Linked DNA regions of Mus musculus: region 2 is linked to region 1. A link is a contact called in public Hi-C data. All regions are on one chromosome and are shown on one strand. Each heading gives the region's core, a stretch centred on a gene start, on an enhancer-like site or on the middle of the called end of the contact. The rest is flanking DNA. Distances are from core to core; before and after follow the strand shown. Region 1 has its middle 11 kb from the start of Gm10432. Region 2 overlaps Rps6ka5 (ribosomal protein S6 kinase, polypeptide 5).

Evidence for each region. A called contact is a pair of places that touch in the nucleus more often than the background predicts.
Region 2: a contact with region 1 is called in a Hi-C map of cortical neurons, with 2.3 times the contacts expected there. The contact joins two enhancer-like sites. A contact is called at or near these places in 3 of 484 Hi-C or Micro-C datasets (cerebral cortex and cortical neurons).

Annotation. Positions count from the first base shown.
Region 1 is chr12:100,262,042-100,269,287 of GRCm38.p6, forward strand. No RefSeq gene overlaps it. Among named protein-coding and RNA genes, the nearest start is that of Gm10432, 11 kb to the right of the region's middle. Within about 2 kb of position 4,005, at least 58 of the 459 cell types and tissues checked have an H3K27ac peak or open chromatin away from gene starts, as enhancers often do. A contact at or near this core is called in cortical neurons, where this site is marked.
Region 2 is chr12:100,565,959-100,573,204 of GRCm38.p6, forward strand. It overlaps Rps6ka5 (ribosomal protein S6 kinase, polypeptide 5), which reads right to left. Exons shown (of 17, transcript NM_001330702.1): 13 at 4,871-5,041. Among named protein-coding and RNA genes, the nearest start is that of Ttc7b, 49 kb to the left of the region's middle. Within about 2 kb of position 3,118, at least 22 of the 459 cell types and tissues checked have an H3K27ac peak or open chromatin away from gene starts, as enhancers often do. A contact at or near this core is called in cortical neurons, where this site is marked.

The DNA of each region.
Region 1 (7,246 bases), core at 2,755-5,254:
GGTGTAGCTGGAGGGGAAGAGCCACAGCTTCAGGGAGAGGCAGAAGGACGCCACGGAAATCTGCTACGGGCTACGCGTTGGGATGAGTCAAAAATAAAGTCCAAGATGTCTTCTTAGCATCAGTTTTGGTGTTGGATTCTGTCACTGAGCACAACTTCATGCAAAGATTGACTCTCATGGAACCCAGGACTTATTCAGCTTACAGAAGTCTAGCCATCTCTATTCTCTATCTCTGGCAAAGAGGTGACTGAGATGTGCTAGCCAGAAAGGCTCTCCCTTTAGTATGGTGACCAGACCAGCCTGAGTTTCAGTTGTTAGAAGACTGATGGATATAAATGATGGTTGGCAGCGTCAGATTTGTGTCCAGAGAGAGCAAGGAAGTCATGGAAAACTCCACTGTCTGTGGAGCAGTCTTTGCCCCCTTACACACCTTCCTGTCAATTGGTTTACACACTATTTCTATTAATTATTAGCATCTTTCAGACAAAGAGACTAAGTCATAGATTATACAAGGCGTATTCTGATAAGGCACAGAGCTAGGAATTGAGTGGCTGTGAAAACCATCCCTGAATGCTACTCTACCCCACAAATAGCACCATCTGGGGAGATGCTAGGCAGAGACAAGGTGGAGATGGATGGACCAGAAACAGAAAGGCGAATGTCAGAAGAAAGCCCTTAGCATTTCCCTGGCATAGATCTCAAGAGGAATCTTAGCCAGGATGGCCATGGTGGGCACTGGGTGTTTAGAAGAGGAAACGAGTGGTCCTATCTGTATCCAGCCATGACAACAAGCATCATAGTGACACTCCTTCACTGAAGCTATGGGCCCAGTCCTCTCATCTAGCATGAGTGACTCCTGTCAGAGGTGGGAATTGCTGCTTTCTCCGTGGCACCAGCTCATCGGCATTCACTAAGAGGGATTTGTGGCTTTGTGTGGGCAGACTCCAATTGTGAACTTGCCAGCTGCTGCTTCCTGCTCCTTCCTGACACGGAATGAAGATGCAGTGCCCTCCCGCCCAGGCTGGGTGACTACTGAGCAGGCACCAGCTGCTCTGTGCCTCCAGCCTCCCTCTTCCTGGTGACTTGGAATGCAGCTTCACCTACCTGACCCATCTGGACTTCAGACCACACCCTTCCTGGGCAAAGAAGCTGTTAAAATGGAATCGTAGGGAACACTGTCCACGTAGAGCAGCCACTGAGGGGTGGTTGATGTGACTAAGGAGCAAGCACAGGTTGGTCAATTACAGCCTGGCATGAAGGTCTCTAGTGACGTGACACGTAGCTCTTTAAGAGATGTAGAAAGCAACCCACGAAGGAAGCTGAATGGCGAGCTTAGTTCAAATAGTGTGTCAGGGAAGACATTCAGACAAAGTTAAACTGAGGCACGATAAACGCAAGTCCTTCAAAATTCAAGTACTGGAGAGCTTGACTTGGCAACAGATTTAGTAACAGGCCATGTGCAAATGGTCTGCTTGGGTTTTGTGGTGGTTCTTTTTGTTCTCTGGGAACCAGTATTTGCTCATAGCTAACTGCAACCTTGCAGCACCCCAGGCTGCATGTGGGGTTGTTCCCAGTTATAACAGGGTTCCAGGAGGAGAAGGAGGTGTCCCTCCTGAGCTGTCACTCCTGGGCATCTCGTGTCATATGGGAATGCTTTAGAATTATGAAAGGTCAGAAACCTTATTAAATAAAGGCCCATTGATAAACAGTTTAAACTTTCTGGGCTACACAGGCTGTGTCTATCATTCTACTTGGCCCTGGTAGTGCAAACCAGCTACACACAAAGATAAACAAATGGGTGTGTCCATATTCCAGGAAACCTTTATGAACAAAAATAGGCAGTGGGTCAAATTTGGCCCTTCTTACCTGCTAGAGCAAAAGGGCAGAAATGGTTGGCCCAGTGAAGGCTCTGAGGCTGAAGCATGTATGCATTGGTGACAGGCCTGACTGGGGGCATCTTGTGGTTAGGCTGCCCACTCATTGGTCCCCGAGAGAAAGCCAGTTGTGGAAGAGGTACATGGAAGTTTGTTTTTATTGAGGTCAAGGAAGACCCTATAAAATGAATTTGGTACCACCGGAGGCTGGAGAAAAAGGGAGTTGGCTGGATGTTCTTCAGTGCCCACTTTTCTGTAATCAGAGAGTCTTTTCTTCCTCCACGGACCACCCTGCCTCCCTGTCTTGCCTTCCAATCCTGTCTTCTCGCCTCCTTGTACCAGAAGAGCTGGTTTGTCTGACCCACATGCCTAGGCATGTGGGGACACAGCCACAAGTCCCTCTGATCATGAGACATCAGGAACCAGGGATATATATTTGACTGAAACCCCAGTGGACCCTTCGGGTGGGGGAGGTTCAGGGTTACAGGGGCTGCAGATCCATTCATTTGGGGGTCGTGATGGTCAACACTGATTACTAATGTGCCAGGATCTAGATCTAGAATCACCCGGGTGACAAACCTCTGGGCATGCTAGCAAAGGGTTTTCTGGATTAGCTTAATGAAGGTATGAAGACTCACCCTAAATGTGGACAGCACCCTTCCACATTCAGGCAGAGATCCTGGACTGAACCAAGGAGAGCAGTCTGAGCAGCAGCAACCATCTCTCTCTGGCTCCGCACCGTGGATGGAATAGAACCAGCTGCCACATGAGGTGCCATGATTTCTCTGCTGCTATGAGTTGCTTTTATTTTATGTTTTCCTCAAGAGGGAAATAAGTAATCGAGGGGAGGGGGTATCTGATTCCTCAGGAGAGGATTTAGCCCAGGACAAGGCTCTTGGGGTTTGCTTTTGCCACCAGATTCTCCACCGGCCAAAATGGCAGAAGGAGTTAAAGGTGAGCTGCTGCCTCACACCTGTCCCATCAGCTCTCGATGACATGGGTGGGATGACAACCCACTGGCCAGTGGAAGAAGGCTGTGGACCTGTGTGGGAACTGCTCTGCGAATGTTCAGGGGCCTTTCACCTCAGCCCTGTGAGGTCTCATCATAGGCCTGAATGCATCCTCACCCTCAGGTCCCACCAAGTAGCTGGCAGGCCTGTGTCATCATCTTTGCTGCGTCTGCAATAGCCTTCTCTATGGCTTCCTGTCACCTCCTCTCTGGTACCTTGGAGGACTTGAGTGAACGCCCCCCTGGAATTCTGATGAGGCACTGAGCCAGGTGTCCTAAGTCATGCTCTCTCCATGCAGGGAATTCCCAGGGAAGTGGGGAGGATGCTGAGAATGGAACACGCATATCCAAATGCCAGTAATCTCCAATGGATCTTTCCCTGAGCCTGAATGATGGGCAAGCAGGTCTGGGAGCTAGCCTAAAAGTGGAGGCAGGCAATGAGGCCAGCCACTGGCTCTCTGCTCGCACTGAAGCTGGGAGATCAATGAAGACTTCAGACAGAGGGGATGGAACTGGAAAGACCCCATCACATCCTCCTATGTTCCCTGTCTGTCCCTAAGGTCACTACCCATTTTATTAGCAGCCTCAGTTTCTCAACTTGAGACCATTTAACACCACAGGGGCTGATGATGTCCCCTCTGGAATGGGACTATACCCAGTAGAGGCTGAGCAAGTCCCTGAACCTCCACAGGCCTCCATGTCTTCTTCATCTGTGAAATCGTGGGACCTGCTGCCCAGGACTCGGAGAAGGGGTGGTGGTGGTAGAATAAATCCTTATGTATAAAGCCCCAGAAATAGCGCCTGGTACAGACTGTGTTAAGAATAATGGTATCACCCAGCTTCTGAGAGCCAGAGCTCAGGAAGGGACTGAGAAGGATGGACACAAATAGGAAAACATCAAAAGAGAGAGAAGGCTTGGAGGAAAGGGAAGGAAGAGTGTGTGTGTGTGTGTGTGTGTGTGTGTGTGTGTGTGTGTGTGTGTGTGTAAGGTGGGGCCCACCGGTGGCTGGTTTTGACTTGAAGCTTGGCTCTGTGCTCAATTTCTTGTTCTCCCTTCTCCCATATAATCTCTCTCCAGTATTCTGAAGAGTTCTGCTTCCACCCCCCAGCAGTTGCCATGGTGATGAAAAAATCTGGACCCAGTGGAAAGTTCTCTGTGCTCTTGGCAATGAGGCTGCAGCACCCTGCCTCCTGCCTGCCTGCTTGTGCGTGGGCGGCCAGCTACGGCGGCTGCCAGGATTCCAGGCCAGCACAATTCTGATGGGGGCCCAGCTCTGCTCCCACGGAATCTAGGATAGGAGCCCTCAGACAACATGTAGCCTGCCCTATTTCACAGGTGAAACACTTAGCCAGGCAGGAACAGTGACTTGCTCAAGTCTGCCCACGCTTCAAACCCTATGGGTCTCTCTCTCTCTCTCTCTCTCTCTCTCTCTCTCTCTCTCTCTCTCTCTCCCAGGCCAGATATGAGTTTGGTGGATATAGCAGGTCTGAGGACATCATAGATGAAGAACAGGCTAGCTGCAGAGCACTGCAGGCTGCCGGGGAGATGCAGAAAAGAGTAGAGCTGTGAGGAAGACTCCACAACCTCTGCTTCTTCCCCTGACACAGCAGTGTCGAGGAGCTGTGACTGAATATTTGTGTGTCCCAAGCATTCATGTACAGAAATATAATCACTACTGTATGATATGAGGAGGCATAGCCTGTGGGAGATGGTTATGTTATTCGTAGAGTCCTTGGTGCTATTAGTTATGAGACCACAAAGAACTGTTTGTCCCTTCTACCATGTGAAGACACAATAAGAATGTGTCACCTAAGAGTAAGAAGGAGGGTCCCAGCAGACACTTTATCTGTCAGCACTTCTCACTTGGACTTCCCAGACCCTAGAGATTTATGATGTTAACCAGCATCCCAGTCTATGCACAGCAGACTTGAGATCAGACCAAACTTTGTCCCCTGAGCAGCCTTGGTTCAGTAACTTCGCCCAAAGTAACCCACTTTTGACCATCAAAGCCTTGCAGGATCCAAACATATGAGATAGTCCTCATCTTGAGATGGATTTATGCTAGACATTGGGGGTAATCCCATAAACAGGATGCTGTTTGTAGCCCAGCTCTCGTCCTATCTACATGCTGCAAAAGATGTTCACAGGCTTCGGAGCATTGGAATTTCCCTCAGACCCACAGGCCACCAAGAGGAGGAGACTTGCACCATCTCTGGAGTCCTGGCTATGGACACACTGAGGCCAGGCCGGGCCACTCACACCACAACCTTCCAATAGGATTCAGCTGTCCAGACTATGACTCTTGCAGAATTGCGGATATGTTGGGAAAGGAATTTCCCATCCTGTTTTTCTTGATAAAATTCAGACATCAGAAGTCCCTCATCAAGAGCACAGTGCTTCCTCTGCACCTGGCCCGTGGTTCCTAAAGCCATTTTCTGAAGAACAGAGACTAAGTTCCTGGGTCTTAATTTGCCCTGGAATCTTAGTGCTTTGTCATCTGCCTCTAGATTCATCCCAGTGCCTTCCTGATACAATGGTGAAGACTTGATCTAGAGAAGAGAAATGTTGCTGTGAGCAGAGGGGCACAAGGACCAGAGCCAAGGAGCTCAGTTCACTCCTGAGCTATGCAGTCACAGAAGAGTCACCTCCCCTCCCTGAGCCTCAGGACCAGCCTCTCTGAAACAGGATTTAGGCCCCCAGCTCCTGTTAACTTTGTATTCCTAAGAGGAAGGACCACTCCAAGCTCTTGCTTCTCTTCCAGGTTCCTACCACAGGTTCTTAGTCCTTCCCCCAGACCATCCACCACAGACTCGTGTCATTCATGAACTGATTTGCTGAGCCAGAATTTATAGCCGTCACCTGTCTTCTGGGCATGCAGCAATGAAGTGGACCAACCAGAAGCTTCCAACTCGCTGTTCAGACTGGACAAGTGACATCACACATTAGAACTCAAGATGTAGAGGGTACTACCCGAGCATCCAGGAGGGGACCGCTTTTGGTTCTGAAGAACCAGGAAAGACTTCCTGAGAAGGTCCCAGCTCAGTCAAGACCCCGACAATAAGGTTATTAATTATTACTAACTAATATTGATTCATTATTTTTCATTATTACATTAGTCAGCAAGAGAAGCCTGTTAGGGTTCCAGGGAGCGTGCGTGGGAAGAAGAGGGGGAGGGCTCTCCAGAATTACACAAATCCTCTTCCCCTCATATTTGCTTCCCGAAGAAACCACCTCACGCTAAGCAGGGACCACAGGGGAAATTCAGGACCACGGAGAGCTCCACCGCCTGTCTTCAGCTGATGCTCTGGTCCCTTGAGGCCACCCCCCCCACCCCTCCCCTGGGGTTATCTCAGACTAAGCTGGAAGAAGATGCTGGGTAGGACAGTGCAGGTTGGGAAACTGCCAGGCTTGGAGCCAGGCCAGAAGGGTCTGACTGAGGCTACTGACTGTCACCTCCTAACTGGAGTCTGATGTGCAATCACCAAGAACCTTGCTAATGACACACAAACAGGATGATGACTGAAACATGTAGTTCTCTGCCATTTAAGACCATAAAGCCCTTTATCAATGGGATACATTGTGTAACGCCTTTATAAGCATAACACAATGAATCAGCATATTATATATTGTGTTGGGTGATTGCTGTTGTGAGAAAGAGACAGGCTCTTCTCCTTGAGAGACAAAGGATCCTAAATCTTGTTAAACAAACAAACAAACAAACAAACTTCAGTGCATGCTATAAGTATGGCTAAGAGCCAGGCACCCTCCAGAGAACAATCTTATCTGAGTGAGGTGCAGAGAGCTAATGGAGGCAGAGTTGAGCTGAGTCTACCTGGATCCATCCCCAACCAGGGTCTGGGGTCTTCAAATCAGTTGCAAATACTGTGCAACCACTGGAAATGACCTGGCGAGGTGATGGGTGTTGGAGCAGCAAGGATGGGCTCAGGGACAGAAGCAGGTGGGGAAGCTGCCATTCTAAATATAGGGGTAAGGGGCTGTAGATATGGCTCAGGGGTGCACTCATGGCACAGAGTACCCAAGTTTTAGCCCCAGTACCCACCTGGTGACTCACAACCATCTAAAATTACAGTTTTAGGGACTCCCTGCCCTTGTCTGGCCTTTTCTTTTTTAAATATTTTTATTAGATATTTTCCTCATTTACATTTCCAATGCTATCCCAAAAGTCCCCCATCCCCCCCCCCACTCCCCTACCCACCCATTCCCACTTTTTGGCCCTGGCGTTCCCCTGTACTGGGGCATATAAAGTTTGCGTGTCCAATGGGCCTCTCTTTCCAGTGATGGCCAACTAGGCCATCTTTTGATACATATGCAGCTAGAGTCAAGAGCTCCAGGGTACTGGTT
Region 2 (7,246 bases), core at 1,868-4,367, 300 kb after region 1:
TGTCAGGTAAATGGAAAACATATTGAGGTACTTATATATCCAGAAAGACAAATCACATAATCTCTCTCATCTGAGGTCTCTAACTCCAGATTTTCAGATGTGAGTACCTGCAAAAAGTAGGAAGTAAGATGGGACCATTGAGCGGGGTGGGGAGCAGCTCCAGAGAGGAGGACAGTCGGACACAGGTGTTATGAAGGCAGGAAGAAATAAGAAAAGCAGGTAGAAGAGTTATTAATCTGAGGAGGGTTAAAAAGGGTAGTACAGAGGGTGAGGGAGAGAAAGGGAACAATGACTTTTAGGAAATCTATAGGAAAACATTATTTTATGTTTATTAAAAATACATATACAGAGGCTGGAGAGATGGCTCAGCCTTAGCTGCTCTTCCAGGGACCCAGGTTCAATTCCCAGCACCTATATGACAGTTTACAACTGTCTATAACTCCAGTTCCAGGAGATTTGACACACATAGATAAATATGTAGGCAAAACACCAATCAGTGCATACACACACACACACCCCTGAGATTTTCCAGATTAGTGGATTACATGTACTAGGGAGGCAGAAGCAGATGAACTGCTGAGCTTGAAGCCAGCCTGGTACACAGAGTGAGTTTCAGGACAGCCAGGGCTACACACAAAGACTCTTTTAAAAAACAACAATCAAACTATATACAAGTGTGTGTGTGTGTGTGTGTGTGTGTGAGGGTGTGTGCATAAAATTTAAATGAAATTATACTACTTTTGGTAATAATGATCTCCCCTAAGAGCCATAGACTCAGAGAAACTCAGTGCCAAGCATGGGAAACCTTCCTTACCATTGTTGGTCATCGGAGTTCAATAGACTCCCAAAACATAGGCTACTGCCATTGACCTTAGTGCCAAAGACTACTGCTGAAGAAGATACTACACTTCAGACACAAGAGTTGGGGGAATTGGACTGAAGCTGATCTGGAAATCTCCTCCTAAGGAAATGTTCCCATGGTATTCAAAGCTGCCATTCAAACTGCCAAGGGAGAAAAGCAATCAGCAGTCCTACCCATGTGTAATGTCTGTGAGCCACAGCAATGACCAGCATTGCTACATATACCCAAAGTTAACTGCTATGACTGGTCAAGGGCCCTAGAGGACAATCTGCTAATGACACATTCCTAAACCTATGTATTCTTAATTGTATTGTCATTCCTATATCCTTAGGTAAGTGTAGCTCTCACGTCTCATTAAAGAAGTCTCTCTCTCTCTCCCTTCTTCCCTCTCACCTCCCCCCCCCCTCTCTCACTCACACACACACACACACACACACACACACACACACACACAATTTCTGTTGAGACAGTGTCTCACTAAGGCTGACTTGAAACTTATGTAGACCAGGCTGGTCTCAAACTCAGAGTTTTTGCCTCCTGAATGGTGGAATTCAACGTGTATGCCACCATGCTCAGGTAAGAAGTTTCATTTTACAGCAGTCAAGAGACCATCACCAAAATCTACAACTGGTTAGAATAGAGAGAGCATCACACCATGGGGTGCTCATCTTCAATGGAGAGTTCTACAGCACGACTCCTACATTTCAGGCTCAGGAAACATCCCACAAAAGGAGTTGGGGGATGGTTAAGAGTCAGAGGACAGAACATTTGCTGTGAGAATGTTTTCTGTGTGTGACAGGGAGCTGTACCCATGCAATTGTAACAATTTAGTGGCCTACGTAAGAGCAGCAAATGACAGCATCAGTTGCTATTCCAATATAGATGAGAGAACTCTTACAAAGCCCTACCAGCCTTAGATGAACAGCTACAGGCAATTAATAGCTGCCCAGAAAGGGAAACTCGGTTTTCTCCAAGGATAAACCCTGACAGATTACCTAATCTCAAGCAGCCAGCAGGAGTGAGGGGGCAGGGTAGGTGGAGTGGGGAGAAGGTAAGTGCAAATGATGTAAAGACAGTACTCAGTTATGAAATTATAAAACAGAAAAACTTAATGTAAAAAAAGAAGGGGGTGGAAAAAACAAAGAAAGGAAAAATTGAAATAGTTTTCTATCATACAATGCTCAGACCTTGATTTTTGACGACTGAGGTCACCAATCATGGGTGTTTTCTTGGGACATATCGGTCCTTCAGCAATTATACTAGAGGTTCTCTGTGCAGTGCCAGGCGGTGTGCTACACATCTTACCAGAAGCACGTTTGGCTCCATCTCCACAGGGCCTGTCAAGGCTCTGGCAAGAACGGGTTTGTTCCACTAAGACTAATGAAGGAATTCTTTGGTCATCTTGGAGGAAGTGAGGGCATTCCCTTTACACTGGCGACTCTAACCCTCCTCTCATAGAACACGTAAAACCAGAGCTTACTGCTTACTTCCTCCTGCCCCAGGGTAGCAAGGGAAGTATCAGGACAGTTCCACATGGGTGTGTGCATGGCCAGGAAGGGACAAAAGTAACAGTTGAGCCACTTCTATCCTCATCTCGGTTTCTGCCTGAAAATACTATCATATACAGAACTTTCTTAATCCTTTAAGAGGATCAATATGAAGACTACCAAGCAGCCCTCTAAGAATGCCAGTCAGCTTCTAAATCTGTCTGGTTCTCACCTAGAGCTTAGAGTTCTGTCTATGTAGAAAAAGAACGCCATCTAACTATCTAAACAGTCACAACTAAAATGCTGCCTAGGAAAGGGATTCAACTTTTAGTTTGGAAATAATATACTCTGCCATTTAAAAGTCAAAGTGAGAGCTATAGTTAGGAAAGTGCTAGTTCAAAGGTACGTTTTTACTTTCCTAAAACCCAGTTTAAGAATAAAATGATGGTAGAACATATAGTGTAATCTGACATTTCTGCTTCACTTCAAGCTACAAAAGCATCTATTTGATCAGGAAAGGAAGAAGACAAATTTAAATTCTGCTGCCGAGGACATGTGCCTCATTCGAGACACCATGAGATGACAGATGGCCAGTTATCAAAGAATAAAACATGTGAAAATGAGTTCTATACAGTCATGGAACAGATCTTTTCCATTAAAAAACTACATGCCTGTTCCTTGTCTATCAAGCAAACGTTTAAGTAGTGTGCTCTCACATTTAAACTAGACAGCTCATCTCGGAGCCCAGAGCACCATGTTTTCAGTGGGTGTTACGTAGGAGAGTGAGAATTGGGATGAAGGAAGCCGAGGGGAGCTAGCAGAGCTGTGAGTTCCTACGACACAAGCCACTTCTGATTAATTACTAGCAATGGGAAGAACAGTAATAAAGTACTCAAAAATTTAAAACCTTTAAAGGAATAAATCAATTGTCTTCTGTACCCCTGAGGATCACAACTGTGGGTTCAAACTACTACCCACTAAAAACTTCAAACAAACAGACAAAAAAACAAAACAAAACAAAACAATCTACCCACAAAAAAAAGCAACAAAAACCCCTTCAAAACTGTACAGAATATGAAAAGATTTTTTGTGATTATTCCCTAAAATATACATATTTATCATTTACATCAAAATAGATATCATAAATAACTTAGAGAGAGGATTTAAAGTATACGAAAGGATCACGTAGGTTATATGAAAATAAAATAATATTCAATTTCATGTAAGAGGTTTGATATCCATAGGGAGCTTCGGTACCAATCCTCCACAGATACAGAGAACTGTATTTGAATACATATACTGTAGCTGTCCTCAGACACACCAGAAGAGGGCATCAGGTCTCATTACATGTGGTTGTGAGTCACCATGTGGTTGCTGGGATTTGAACTCAGGAATCTTCAGAAGAGCAGTTAGTGCTCTTACCTTCTGAGCCAATTCACCAGCCCTATGTTTCCACTTTTAAAATATCAATTTTGTTTGAGAAAGGTTTTCTCAGTGTGGTCCTGGCTGTCCTGAACTCACTCTGTCGACCAGGCTGGCCTTGAACTTAGAGATCTCACTTCCTCTGCCTCCCAAGGGCTGGGATAAAAGTATGTACCTCTACTGCCCATCTTTTTAAAACATTTTTAAATAATTTAAGCACAAGATTAAAAAAATTGCTTTTACAGAAATATTCTTTTTTGATTTAATAAAAAAGGAACATCAAGCCCATTAATATTTTAAATAGACTTGAAAATATATTATGATCACATAGAAACTAAAAATAATATCCTATTTTAGAGCAGAAATATATATAATTTCTCATTTGGTAAAGGATAATTTTTAAAAAAAAAGTCATTGGCTTTTGTTTTCCAAGCTCATTATTACTTATTTTTAAAAAGAGAGGAATTTTCATATTTTTGATACTAAAAATGGATCATTCTGAGTTAAAACCTTCTTAATTAGCCTTCTTAAGGAAATATAAAAAGTTGTTGCTCTGCACTGCTCTCCAGGTCTATAAATACCACAGTCGTGAGCATACTGAAGCACATATAGATAGGACAGCTTATTAAACCAAGGCAGGGCCTCGTGTGTAACTATGTAGAACAGAATCCCATACATTACTGTTTAGGAGCTATCAATTTGATTTAAAAATGTGAAAATTAAGGTTTCAAAATACACTATCAAACGAACAAACTCCCCAAGATGGAATACATATAGCAGTGCTTATTATTTTTTGCTACAAAATTTTCCATCGCTATTTTTAGTATACAACTGTTGCATGAAGCATTTTTCCCATAAAAGGCTCTCACACTTACAAATATAACCTCAAGATGATCAGCTGGCAAGAGGGGAAAAAAAGAACAAATTTATTTTAGACTGACACAGAAAAGAGAAGAGAAAGAAAAAAATCCTAGGAAACATCTTCCAGGATTTACTTAGTGGCCCAAGAGAAATAGCAAGCGTCCTAAAGGCTGACAGCTACTCTAAGGCTAGCGAACAAGGAGAGCAGGCTGAGCTGTCCAAGGTCACAGAGGCCCACCTCAGGCTTCAGATCTCTGTGCACCACTCCTACATCGTGCATGTGGCTCACAGCTGACACAAGCTTCCGCATGATGTAGCTGGCCTCAGTCTCGCTGAAGTGCTTCTTTCTCTTGATGCGCTCGAACAGCTCTCCGCCATTCAGAAGTTCCATCACAAGAAACGTATGAAGCTAGAAAGATGGAAAGAAAGAGCAACGTGGGGCCTTACTGAAAAGATACGGGTTACTCTATAGGTTATTTATTATTCAGCAACTTTAAATAATCCCTTGCTTAAACAACCTATAACAATCCTTGCATTTAAAGAGTTGAAGAATAATGTAGCTTTTTAGAATTCTATTTTAGCAATGAAAAATTTCAAATATTTCAGCAAAATCTTTACAGTCTTTTCCTTTACTTCATTTTATTTCTATTGAACTCTATTTTAATTTTGAATTTTTATATTTTCACTTTAAAAACTGAGAGCCGAGGTGACAAAATCTATGGTAAATAATGCAGGGGGTTGCTAAGTAGTGTTATATGCAACTGCTGCCACTCAGCTAATGGGTAGTTTCCCTTGAAAGAAAGATAGTGTTTGATAACTTCAGGGCTCAATGATTAATTACAGGATTTCTGAGAATATTTACTGCAAATACCCGCATCTCACTGTATATGTTTCTGTGGAAGAGACCTTCCTCCTGGCTGTTTGCAGAACAGAGTGTCCTTCTGGCTGCCTTTGGATCAAGATGTATCTTGGCTCCTCTAGCATCAAGTACTTCCCACCATGATGATAAAGGACTGAACCTCTGAAACTGTAAGCCAGTCACAACTAAATGTTTGCCTTTTTAAGACTTGCCTTGGTCACAGTGTCTCTTCACAGCAATAAAACCCAACTGAGACACCTTTATAAACTCTAGGACCCTCAGCAATAAAATGAAGGGGATAAGAAAATCTACAGGTGGAACTGAATGATGGCTCCAGATGCCATGTCCTAGCCTTCAAATCCATATCTCTTATCATAGATGGCAAAGGGGACTTTGTAATTGTAATTAAGGTTCTTCTATTGCTGGTTTTTGTTTGTTTTTTTTTTTTTTTTTAATTTGAGATGGGGTCTCACTTTGTAGACCAGGCAAACCTTGAACTTAAGTGATGTGCCTGTTTCTGCCTCCTGTCTGCTGGGATTATATACTACCACACTTAGCCCCTGATTAAAATTCTTTTTTTGAAAAGATGTACACATATATGTACATATGTATATATGAATGTATGCATGTGTTATGTATGTATGTATGTATGTATGTAAATAAGTATGTATGCATACGTGTCTACACACCAGAAGAGTGCATTGGATCCAATGGGACTATAGTTATAGATGATTGTAAGATGCCTCATGGGTGCTGGCAATTGAACCTAGAGCTTTGAACCACTGGGCCATCTTGCTAGCCCATCATTAATATTCTTGAGATGGGATGATTACCCTGAGTTACTGACCAGCATCTAAGGTATAAGATTAGACTATGCAAGAAGAGATCAGAGTAGTGCATAGAGGGGTAACAAGCTAAAGAAAATGAGTGGCCTTCAGAAGCTAAGTCAAGTATACAAGTTGTCCTTAGGGTCTCCAGGAGGAGCCAGCTCTGTCCACTCCTTGATTACAGATCAGAGAACCTGATTGTAGACTTGTTATCTCCATTCATTGTTTAACAGTAAACATATTAAGCTTGTGGTAATTTGTTACAGCAGCAGTTAGGAACATACAGAGGATATAAAAAGATCCCAGCGCACAAGTGAGCAGCACTACTGTGAAGGCTGAAGAGTCACTCTTGATCGCCATCACCCGTGGTTGGAAAAAAGATTGGATAGAGATGAGGGTCACCTATCATGGGTAAAACTCTAGAGACATATTTCAACAAGTGCATAGCAGCCAATTATTATATTTATACTACATGTGGCATTAGATCATAAGAAAAGCCCTATTCCAGTGACTCTTAAATTTAAAAATTGACAAAAATAAACTTTTAACATAAATTTTAAAACTTGGTATAGAATTCTTGAGATATGACATTAGTCAGAAGTTTCAAGATCCAAAGTTTGGACTGAGATACAGTGATCTGCAAAACTGCAGGTGGGGGTGTCTAAGGTCATCCATCACTTTCTTGATTGATAGGTGAGTTTCCTCTGTATTTGCACCAACAGGACACTGTCTTTAGTGTGCACCTCAAATGGCCAGGGTTTCACTGCTCTCATGAGAATCTGACTGAGTAGGTCAATAAGGCAGAAGGCAGTGGAGGTGCAAGGACAGCAGCCTTAAGGCAGTGGAGGTGCAAGGGCAGCAGCCTCAAGAGCTCTTGCTTCAAAAGCTTCTTTTCTCATAAGAACCAGGGGAAGGAGAAGATGATACC